2 separate regions of the Sus scrofa genome follow, and region 1 is linked to region 2. A link is a contact called in public promoter capture Hi-C data. All regions are on one chromosome and are shown on one strand. The core of a region is the stretch at or near the end of the contact, and the rest is flanking DNA. Distances in the headings are between cores, read along the strand shown.

Evidence for each region. Promoter capture Hi-C pulls out the DNA fragments that hold promoters and counts their contacts.
Region 1: a promoter capture Hi-C map of fetal liver shows a contact between it and region 2, with 6 times the contacts expected there. A contact is called at or near these places in 4 of 5 promoter capture datasets (fetal liver, fetal skeletal muscle and liver), 16 of 47 Hi-C or Micro-C datasets (alveolar macrophages, brain, embryonic fibroblasts and 10 more) and 2 of 2 datasets of targeted methods (alveolar macrophages and skeletal muscle).

What each region holds. Positions count from the first base shown.
Region 1 is chr4:104,596,809-104,602,292 of Sscrofa11.1, forward strand. The region is part of intron 6 of MAB21L3 (protein mab-21-like 3); the gene reads right to left. All of the region lies in intron 1 of LOC102165891 (a long non-coding RNA gene), which reads left to right. Among named protein-coding and RNA genes, the nearest start is that of MAB21L3, 27 kb to the right of the region's middle.
Region 2 is chr4:104,380,779-104,386,903 of Sscrofa11.1, forward strand. It overlaps LOC106508382 (proline-rich protein 18-like), which reads left to right and starts at 3,670. Exons shown (of 4, transcript XM_021089985.1): 1 at 3,670-4,224. The coding sequence starts at 3,672. It overlaps ATP1A1 (ATPase Na+/K+ transporting subunit alpha 1), which reads right to left and starts at 3,543. Exons shown (of 23, transcript NM_214249.1): 1 at 3,499-3,543. The coding sequence starts at 3,510.

The DNA of each region.
Region 1 (5,484 bases), core at 438-2,937, 210 kb after region 2:
GGCGTTGCTGTGGCTGTGGTGTAGGATGGCAGCTGTAGCTCTGATTAGACCCCCAGCCTGGGAACTTCCATATGCCGCTAGTGCAGCCCTAAAAAGCAAAAAAAAAAAAAGCAATCTGTGATATATATAGGGGAAATTTGAGCAGTGCTGACCTAATGGATATTTCTTGAACGTGGCATCTAAATTTGCATCTCTTCTTTGTGTGCACATAAGACAATGAAGAAATGCTGGGCTGAAAAGCTGACCTCAAGGGGTATCGGAGGATTGAGGCCTTTCAGACTTTCTCTGACTATAATGCAATTTAGCTAGAAATCAGTAATAAAAAGCACAACTAAGAAACCCAATATATTTGAAAAGAATACTTTCAAAAGACTTCTAAGCGCTCATGAGTCAAAGAGGAAATCATGGTAGAAATTGGAAAATAAACAGAACGGAAAGAGATGAAAACACTGTATACCAAAACTTGTACAGTTGCTCAAAAAGTGGTATGAACCAGAAACTTGTATGGTTAAAAATGAGAAAAAAAACAAAACAAAAAACAAAACCCTGAGGATTGCTAAGATTAATTTCAGAAATTACACAAAGAACATCAGGATAAACCCAAGGAAGGGAGAGGGAAATAAAAATATGAATAGAATGGCATCTGTGGTGGAATCGGGGAGTGTTTTTCTTGCCATGCTTTCCAACTTCTTTACGAAGAATTTCTCTATGGGGCGGCGCTAGTTACCAGCAATGGCAGAAGTGGACAATCTCACACGAGGAGTCGGCGTCTAAAATGCTAAACGTTTATTCAACAGCTACTGCATTTCAGGTGTAAAGGAAGAGCTTTTACATCCATTGTTCTGTTTATTCCCCCATCAAAGTGCTGAGGTATATATTCTCGTATGTACAGTGTCCAGGGTCTTCGTTATGAGACACAACAAAACGCATGATTCGGAGGCTGCGAGCCCAAGGTCAAAGAGACAGCAGTGCTGGTCTTTCCCTGGTTTGCAGATGGCCTTTTTTCTTTGCTCGCCTGCCCACGCTGTCTGTCGCTCTTCTTCTAAGAACGTCAGTCCTACTGCATGATCCTAATGATCCTAATCCTAAGGCCTCATTTTAACTTAATCACCTCTTTAAAGGCCCTAGATCTAAATACAGTCACATCCTGAGGTACTGCGGGTTAGGGCTTCAACATTAGAATGTGGGGGGACACAATTCAGCCCGTAACAATGCCCATATAGAGATGGAGACTTAGGTTGAACAACTTCCCCCAAGGCGTGCAGGTGGTGTCAGCGCTGGGGCGCGAATGCAAGCACAGCAATTGCAGTGTCTGAATGCCAACCATTCGACTAAAAAACAGTCCCCAGCCTCGAAAAGCGGAGATGAATGGAAAAGGCTTTTGGAAAATTTTTTTAAAAAGGAAAAAAAAAGCCAACCTGAATAAAGGGGTAATATTATCAGACTTTCATTGTGCAATCTGTCCCAGGAAACAAAATAGATGAATTATCTGTTCTAGACTCCCTTTTTAAATCTGAGCTTTAGTCATAAAGATCATAATCTTTGGCCAAAATGGCAGGAAGCGCCAACAGTTTAGCATTAGCTGAAGTCCTCTGTCCCTGGTTTTCTTTTTGGAGAAGCCCAGTGTAAATTCTAGGCTAAGGCGAGCGACATCTGCTGGGCTCTGTGGAGTATGGGTGAGAACCTGGCTCTTTTCATAGGCAGTCATCTACTGCCCTCTGCTGGCCAGCAGTAGGAACACCCAGCAATCTGCAGACAGCCCAGCGTCCTCCAAGAAATACAAACCCAGAGGGAAAGGTGGGAAGACTCTGCTGAAATCAGATTGGAATCTACTGGCATTATGTCAGTCCCACTCCTTTCCATACACACACACACACACACACACACACACACACACACACACACACACACACACACACACACACACACACACACACACACTTTAAATCAACTTTAGGAGTTCCCATCGTGGCTCAGTGGTTAACGAATCCGAGTAGGAACCATGAGGTTGCAGGTTCAATCCCTGGCCTTGCTCAGTGGGTTAAGGATCTGGCATGGCCGTGAGCTGTGGTGTAGGTTGCAGATGCGGCTCGGATCCTGAGTTGCCGTGGCTCTGGCATAGGCCGGGCGGCTACAGCTCCGATTAGACCCCTAGCTTGGGAACCTCCATATGCTGTGGAAGCAGCCCTAGATAAGGCAAACAAAAAAAGACAAAAAATAAATAAAAAATAAAATAAACTTTAAATTTTCACTTTTTGGCATTCTGTGACTAGCTGTTTTCATCATTTAAAAAATATATCTGCCACCTTCTCAAAAATGTTTCCCAAGACCCAAGAATATTTGAATGCAGGTTTTGATGATCTAACAAAATATTTGTTTGCTCATTTCATATTTTCAAAAATTATAAACTAATTGCATGTTTGTTCAACCTTTTAAAACCATGAGTTCCTCAGTAATAGTCACTTGGTTACAGTATTTTTGTAAAAATAATTGTTTCCATTTTCAGTTGTGAATTTTCTTTAAAAATAATCATCAGTTCATGCTTTTAAAAATGATATATCTCAGGAAAGTGTTTAAGTAATAAAGGTTTCCCTTGGGTTGAGAGGCATAAATAAGTGCCAGAAGAAACTGCTGTTCTTCAGAAAATTCCTAGAATTCCTGGTCACTGTGCTTCATGGGATGTGTGGCCTTGTAGACCTCAGGGAAATTCAAAACAGGTAGGCTCAAGGACCTGCAGTGTCTCCAGCCTTGTGGGGGTCTCCAGACCCCCCTTCCACAGTTGCCAGAATTGGCATTTAAAACGCAAATCAAATCATAATGCCCTTCTGTTTCTGGAGAGGTCAAATGTCACACCTCTGACCATAGAGTAAAACTAAGCTCCTCATCACCTTTACATGGCCAAGGGATCTGACTCACCCTGGCCTCTCTGAGTCTGCCCTTGGCCCCTTTCCTTTCTTTCAGCTGTTTGCATTTTCATCCTTCAAGAATCTCTCTGTGGCTCTACTTCAATATTCTGTTTATCTCCTTCAGGGCACTTGCTACAGTTTGTAATAGTCTGTGTATTTATCTGTTGTTCATTCATGTCTGCATCAGCCAAGTCCATGTCCATCCTGTTCTTTGCTGCATCCCCAACCCCTAAAGGGAGTATATTGATCAATGAACAAACTGAGCAAAGAAAGGGACTGAGAAGTGAGTGACATTAGAGTCATTCCATGCAGATCAAATCAAGTTCATTGCATAAAGAGAAGGAAGTCCCATCCTTGGCCAATGGCCTGGGAAGCAAGGAAGGGCAGTCATAGGGGTCACTGCACTTTCATCTTTGACTGACGCTCCTCATCAAAACCACTCCTAGAGAACACCAGGGCAGCAGGCAGATCCACAGCCTGAACTGGAGGGCATCGCTTAGGAGAACTGGAGGGCACCCAGGCAACACGGGCATGCCGACTCCCTCAGACATAATCATTCCATCAGTCTAAAGGTACAATCTCAGATGCAGGCACTTCGTGTTGATCTAGCACCTTCCCCTGGAAAGGACAGCAGCACAGCCCTGCAGGCTCACAGCCCTGCTCTGAGGAAGGCATATTATTAGTCCCATTTTACAAATGGAAAACTAATGAGCCCATGGTCAGTGGGCTGGAGAACCACTCTGGGTAGCAGGCTAATGCCTGGCCTTCTGGGGATTCTTGTCCACATCCTCCCCTCCAGACAAGGGAAAATAAACACAGAACTGACATCAGTTCAGAACCAATGGCTTGGGGAAGCTCGCTGACAGCCATCCCCAAGAGAGGTAGCTAGTGGGGGCAGAAATGCTTGCTTGGCTCCAGGGAGGCCTGGACCAGTCGTCTTGGGGCACAGTTTCCCCCCTGAAGTGCTGCTGGGTTGATGTAGTTTCCTCTGCCATGCATTGCTTCTTTCCTGGGCGGGATCCTGGCCTCTGACTGAGGAGTGATCCATGGAGAGTAAGGTCAAGCGTGAATGCAATGTCAATGAATGTTCCAGGCAGGGAAGCCTCAGGACAGGGTGATCTCAGGATTCTTCAGGAAGAAGGCCAGCTTCTGGGCCATGGCATCCAGCTCGCCTGAATTGGCGTACCGCAGGAGGTTGCTCTTGCGCACAAAGTAATGCTTCAGAAAGTGCTGGCTCACGCACTTGTGCAGCTTCCTCACCAGGCGCAGGAAGGCTTTGCTGAAGATGCGCCAGTCCTTTGGGTGGGGGTACTTCTCGCAAGTCCAGAAGAGCACCATCTGTGGAAGGAAGGGGTGGTGTCAGACATGGTTCCAGCTCTAAGGAGGAGAGCACCTTCAGGAACATTCCTGAGCTCCCGCAGCCTTGGAAAGAGGAGACAGGAGCCCCCGGGGTGAGCTGGTTCTGCTGCAGATTCATGATCCCTCAGGTGGGAACCTCAGCCCCATCCTGCTGGTCTCCTATGCCTCTTTGGTACTTTATTCTCTCCACTGGCATTTCCAATGATCACCACTCTCCTTAAATCTGCGATTCCCCAAACCCGGCAGATGCCTTTGCCTCCTTTCCAGGGAAAATGCCTCACACAGGCAAAGTAGCCGTTCTGCCTTCGTCAGCATCTTCCTCTCTGCATCCCAGCCTGGGTGAAGCCCTCTGCAAGGGCTGGGATCACCTCTTCCAGGAACTGTATTTTGATTTCCCTCTTCCTCGCTGGCTTCTAAATCTGTGAAAGCTCTCCTGCTCCCCAATCCCACATCTCCCTCCTGCCCCAATTTGGACCTCTGCAGATCCAGGTTTCTGCAAAGAATCATCTTAATAACTCGCCACTTCCTTTCCTCTGATTTCCTGCCTTCATCCACTCCAGTATGGATTCTTCTGCTCTCCATCCTCAAAGGCTGCTCTCCTTAAGGTCCGATGATCCCCATGCTGCCAAATCATCAGGCACTTTCCAGCCCTCACCTGACGTGACCTTTCAGCAGAATCTGGTTTTCTCATCCGCATACCCTCTCTCTTGAGCCACTCTCCCCTTAGCTTCCAAGCCATCACACTCTCTGGAGTTTCTCCATCAGTGCAGCTGCTCCTTGACGTGTTCACCCTCCTTCACCTGCCCTAAGGCTGGAGTTTTGGGGGCTTAGTCACAGGCTTTCATTTCTTTTCTTTTTTCATTTTTTATTTAAGTATAGTTGATTCACAATTTTCTTTCAATTTCAGCTGTACAGCAAAAGGAGTCATATATATACTTTTTTTTCATACTAGCTTCCATTATGTTCCAACCCAAGAGACTGGACATAGTTCCGTGTGCTATATAGCAGGACCTCATTGCTTATCCACTCTGAATGCAACAGTTTGCATTTACCAACCCCAAACTCCGTCCATCCCACTCCCTCCTGCTCCCCCTTGCAGCCCCTCTCTTCCTCTGACTTATCTTTCTTCCACTACAGTCACTTTAATCCCCACTAAATACAGATGCCTTGTCATTTTTTCCCCTCTAGTTCACACTTCTCCTCTGACCTCTTGACCTGA
Region 2 (6,125 bases), core at 2,420-4,919:
TTATCGTACTTTGAAATGTTGCCTTCACTCTTTTAGTTTAAAATGCAATGGAGGAATTAACACTTCCAGGGGTCTGGATATTTCAAGTTTTAGCCCTTACCCGAATAAACATTTAACTGTGTGGTTTTGTTTTGTTTTTTTAAACCTGGCCTTTTATTTTTTTGGTGGGGAAGGGGTGGGGCTGTCAGATTTAGCCTCCTCTCCATCTCTCTGACTGGGGATGCGAGCCTCCCCTTCCCCACCCTCCTACCCAAAGGTGAGTCACCAGAGTGTTACAAACTTACTGGCAGAGAACACTACAAATTAACAAACAGAAAGTTACCCTAAAAGAATACACCCTCAGAACAGGGTACAGCAAAGGTGGGGTGGGGGGGCGGCAGCGAGAGGAACAAACATTCACATCTCAACATTTAACAGGCCGAGGGTGTGATGCAACCTCGACCTTCTTTCTCTATCCCCAGGGCTAGTCACCAGCTCCTCCCATAGCCGCTCCACTAGCTGGGGGCCCTGGCCTGGGCAACCTTCCACTGTGAGGACTCTGCCTTACAATGTTTTCAGTCTAAAGTACTGGCTTTATAGCAGCCAGAGGAGATTTAGCCACACTTTCAAGTTGAGCTCCAAAAGGGCAGCTGATAATGTTACCATACAACCAGGATTTCTGCTGACATGGGTATCCCTTGTGCAACCTTCACCCGAACCTTTTTCCCCCCAGGCTCCTCTTCAAATCTCTCCCCATAAGCTGTGATTTCTAGGTAACTAAGTTAATATTCACACAATGGAGAATCGCAGTGAAACCCCCACCCCTTTGTACACTTGAGCAAAAAGGCAAGTTTCTTGGGTACCTTTGGTGAGCTAACGGGTTGTGGGTGGTAGGCCTGGCTGCGGATTTAAGCCAAGGCACTGGCAAGACACCCCGCACGAAAAAAAGGACCCAATCCTCCTTCACCCAGGAATGATTCAGCAGGAGCTGTTCTTTCGTTTTCTTACCAAAAGCTTGGGCAGTGGCTTTGGAAGGAGATATAAAATCACCTGCAATCTCCTCAAAACCTAGGCCCCCAACAGCAGTGGGAAGAGGAGGGGAAGAAATTAACAATGACCTTAAAAATTAGCTGCCAGCACAGGCTTCCTGGTTAACCAATTATCAGCAGGGCTTTAGTCACCACTCCACCCACATTTTAATCCCCATGTGGAAAAATCCCAACATTTCAGCATAAAATATCCTGAACATTTGGACTATCACGGTAAGTCATTGGGGACAAAAAGGTTAACTTTATCCCAGGAGAATCACCACCACCACCACCACCACCACCACACACAAAGACACACACACACACAGCCACCCCCTAATGCTCAATCTGTGAGAGTTCCCCAAATACGAACCACCCAGCAGCTAAGCAGCACATCAGCCTGCGTTCACCAATTACAATTCAATTTTGTGTTTGCTAGCCACTAGCCATTTGATGAGGATCCGTAAGATGAAACTGCTTAAACCTCCACAACCCAGGCATGTTGCTCTCTTTCCCACTCCCGGGCCTGTGCGCCGTTATGAAAAGGAAATATAGGTCTATGGATATAATCCAGTTACTCAAACATCTGGTCCATTAATTCAGCATCACGAACACCCCAGTTTCATCTGAAAAATAACTTTAGAATTCTGCATGTATAAGGCAACGTTAAGGAGGGAATGAGTATTTAGGCCGGGGAGGAATCAGGGACTGGTGTGTCACTAACCAACCATTTGACCTTGAGCAAAGCACTTCACCTTCCTAGGCCTTGGTGACATATCTACCATTTCTCCAGCTCCCCCAAACCAGTAAGGTGGCTCAGAAAACATGATTTTTTTCTGGGTTTTTTTTTTTTTTTGAGGGGATAGAGATACAGAAATGAGCTTTAAGGAGCTCGTTTACTGGAATGCCCTAGGATTTGATGGAGTGGTTCAAGTACAGTCACGAACTCAGTTTCCACCGTGGGCAGTATAGAGGCTAGCACTCAGCTCTTGCCTTCAGCTACTTGACCTGAGCCAGCCCTCCACTTTGGTGCTTTTAAAAGATACAAGTTGTGCATTCCCACTCTTCCTTACTACCAGGTTCAAACCTTTCAATGACCTCCTTCAAAATCCACTTGGCATTTCCAGAGAATGCACCCTCCTTCTCTGCCCATCGCTCACTCCACACCCAGGAGCCTGCCCAACCTTCAAAGACCTACTACGGGCCGGGGACTGTGCAGGCTCTGGACACAATGGAGCAGATGCTCTCCCACTAGTATTCTCATGACCTGGTCATTTTATCTCATTTTTTCTTCTGTTATTTTGTATAAACTTTTCTCAACAGCACTCTTGGCCCCACTGGAGTCCAGGACCTAGTCTCCTGCTGTGGTTACGGGTTATCTCAGCCCCGAGTTATAGAAATGCAGGAACAAGCCGTTGTTCTGGTATCCCCAGAGCGCCCGCTCCTCCGGCCCGGGGGACCCCTCGTTGCTTCCGACCCCTCTTCCGCGGGTGGGCGCTCCCACCGCGTTGCCCCGCCTCCCGTTCTTTTTCGGGTTTATTGTACCCGGAGGCCCGGGTGGATCTGCTTGTGCTCCTTCCTGCCTCATCGCTCTAAAAAACTTACACATACCCTCCCCACCCTCAAGATGACCACACCAGTGGCTCCAGCTGCCTCCCGGGAGCATCCTGTGTTTAATGGAAAGGGGCCCATTAAAGCTCTCAAAAGTATACCTTAAAGGCCATCTTAGGGCGAAGACACACCCTTTCTGGCACCAGCCCGCCAGACCGGCTCCGCAGTAAGGGGAAGCCAGTTTTTTCCTTTGGGGAAGGGCGGCCACCTCTCCGGGCAACTGGCTAAGCCCTGGCGCCTCCAGGAGAAAAAGCCTGGGACCCTAAGGCCGCCCCCGCATCGGAAGACCCCCATCGCCCAGGCCGGAGCCGCGGCGGGAACTACAGCCCGGGAAGGGGCCGGGTAGAGCGCCCCAGGGGAAGGGGAGGAGCACGCCTTTCCTCGGGGCACGGAGGGCGGAGGGAAAAAGGAAGGCGAGAGACGGGAGGTGAGGGCGGGCGGAGGGAGGGAAGGGAGGAGGGAGGGAGCGGGTTGGGGATGCCGCCGGCAGCCCGCTCCTAGCCGGGGAGGCCCAGCGGCTGTCCTTCCTCTGCCTCCGGGGCCTGCGACTCCCGAGCGCCGCCTCCAGGAGCCCAGGGCCCGCGACGCGTTCGGGCTCGGGGGCCCGCAGTCCTTCTCCAGGCTCTGCGCACCGCCTGGGGCTGCCCCGCTCCGGGCCCTCGGCTCTCCCTTCCCCCGCCCGCCCCTCATTACAGCGCTCCCTCCATTTCCAAAGTGCGTCGTCTTTTAAGCCTCTCTGCTCTGCCAACCCATTCCGCGCCGCGCCGCTTCCTCCTCCTCCGCCTCCCGCTGGCTGCGGTCGCCCTCCTGACTTCCTCCTCTTCCTCCTCCTCCCCTCCAGGGCTCCCCGCACCCCTCCCCAGGCTCGCTGGACACTCACCCCCTTCCCCATAGTGGCGGTGGTCTGTGTCCCGCGCCGGGTCCTGTTGCTTGAGAATCAGAGAGAAAAGAGAGCGGCTCCCGGCCAAGCAAGAGCGGCCGGGGGAGCGGAGAGGAGGGAGCTAGGGCTGCTGCGGGGCGGGAAGGAGGGAAGACGGCCGGCGGCTCGGGCCGATGCCACTGCTGCTGCCGCCGCCGCCGCCGCCGCCGCCGGGGCTGCTACCGCTGCTGCTGCCACGTGTCCGCCTCCTCCCGCCGCTGCTCTGCGCCCCAGACCCCGCCGCAGCTCAAGCCCGCGCCTCCTCCTCACTTCCTAAAATATGCAACCTGCGTGCTGGCCCCGCCCACGCCGCGGCACGTCACCGTTACCGGAGCAACCTGACACCGGCCGCGGGCCTGACTCCGCCCCCGCTTCAAACCCCACCCCCGCAGGCCCGGGGCCGCGCCGGCTGCGGCCGGTCGGGGCTCCCGGCAGGAGGGCGCCGGGGCCTGGGGCGCGCGTGCCCAAGTCCCGAGAGGCGGCGGCTGCGCCACTGCGGGGCGCGGCGACTCGCTGGGCAGCGGGGACTCGGCGGCCCTGCAGCTCTCGCGTCCCTCCTCCTGCCTCCCTGCGTGACCCGCCTGCTTTGGAGGGCACGCAAGGTCCGCAGTGGGTGCGGGGACGTCCGCAGAACTGGGCCCCCGAATCTCCGTGGACCTGGGACAGAAACCACGCGCTGGAGCATCTGTGGGTATCCGGGAGCTCCTCTGGGACTAAGGGAAGCGCGGGGATGGGGGGGTGGGGGTTGGGTGTGCCTGCAGCCAGCGCCCGCAGGAGGGACTCCGCCTTCCTGCGGAGTCCAGGCCCCGCGTCCACCTGCGGATGGCCTTCCCAGCCAGTCCTTTGGTGCCCCTCTGAATGCCTTCTCTGGTCTTGGGGTCTCCGTTATCCACAACCCATAGGGCTTGAGCTGGCTTTGCCAGAGGTCCCAAGACCCCCCCCCCCGCCGCCGCCGCCGCCGCCGCCGCCTTCAAGACCCCCAAATGTCAATCCAAAGGGCCTGCAGTGAATTCATTCATGCCACTGTGTGAATGAAAGTTGTTTGTCCAGATTGGGGGTTCGCTTTTGAGAGAAGGAATACTTGAAGCCCAATATCTTTAGCAAAAGGGGATCCTTGGAGAGGGACTATTAGTGGGCCTGTCTCACGCCTCTCCTTGCCTGCCCTCTGACATAGCAGGACCTCTTTCTGCCTAGGAGTGGGTGCTGTGAGGGACCTGCGCCTGCAGTGTGGTGACGGGCCCAGGACCACCCGCCCAAGAGCCCTAGCCAGGCTCTGCTGAGCCGCTTTCCTCCCACTACAGCTTCTGCAGAGGCTGCAGTGGCTGGAGGTCTCCAACAGTTAAAAAACAAAGTATTATTAACAATGTTTTCAGGAAGTCAGGCATACTCTGGGAAAGCACAAGATTTGCAGGAGAAAATCACTCCATATCTCTGGGAATTCCAACAAGAAACACAGAAAACATTCACTTCCTAAGCAAGTTAAAACTAGTCCTGTCGACATCAAGTATTAATTTAACATGAATAAATAAAGGTGTGAAGCTTGAAAGAAATGGAGGAGGGAAGGAAGAATGAAAAACAAAGGAGGGAAAACTAGCAACTGTGCTATCAGTTAGACCATGAGGGTAAGTCTTGCTCCTTAGAAGAAACTGTTTCTTCCATGAGTCTCTTTCCCTTTGCCCAAGAATGCATTGTCAAGAACTGGTGCCTCCTCCATCTTCAGGCTTGGTTAAATCAGTGCAGACCCTGAAGAGCAAAGGCATTGTAAACGGAATTCAAATTCATGACTGCTGGAGAAAAGAGCCCCCACATCCAGAACAGGGTTCCCAATGCCGCTAATTCAACAGAAGGAATTTATGGAGCGTGATCAGGGCTCTGTCTCCAAGGGTCTAGAAAATGCTGTATTGGCATCCCCCATTACTGCTAACCTGTAGGAGGCTTTTCCTTGCTAAAGATCTCTGTTTGTTTGAAATTACTTATCCCTTGGTCTGAATGGAAAAAGCACACAGCAAGAACGACAACATGCAGAAAGTCTCAACAGTGTAGATTTCTCCTGCGAAAGGATCACCTTTTCCTCCCTTAATAAGAAAATTAGCTTTTTTTTTTTTTTTTTTTTTGGTTCAGCAGTATAACCCTGAGAGATCAAGACATGTCCCGTGGTCTCTACAGCTGTTTCTTTGGCAGCTGAAGATTGCCGAAGGTCCTTCCTGGAGGACCTCCGAGCTCTAGCTGCGTTCCAGAGTGGGGAAAAGGCATAAGATAAGAAATATTGGGACTCCCCATTGTGGCTTAGCATTAAGCGACCGAACTAGTATTCATGAGGGTGAAGGTTCGATCCCTGGCCTTGCTCATTGGGTTAAGGTCTGGCATTGCCATCAGCCATGGGGTAGGTTGCAATCGTGGCTAGGATCCAGGGTTGCCATTGCTGTGGTGTAGGCTGACAGCTACAGCTCTGATTCAGCCCTAGCCTGGGAACTTCCATATGCTGCAAGTGAGGCCCTAAAAAAAGAGAAGGTATCAGAAATATTAACTAAAATCTGTATTTTTGCCTTCTCCTCCACAAGCACTTTTGCATATAAAAGTCCCTGGGA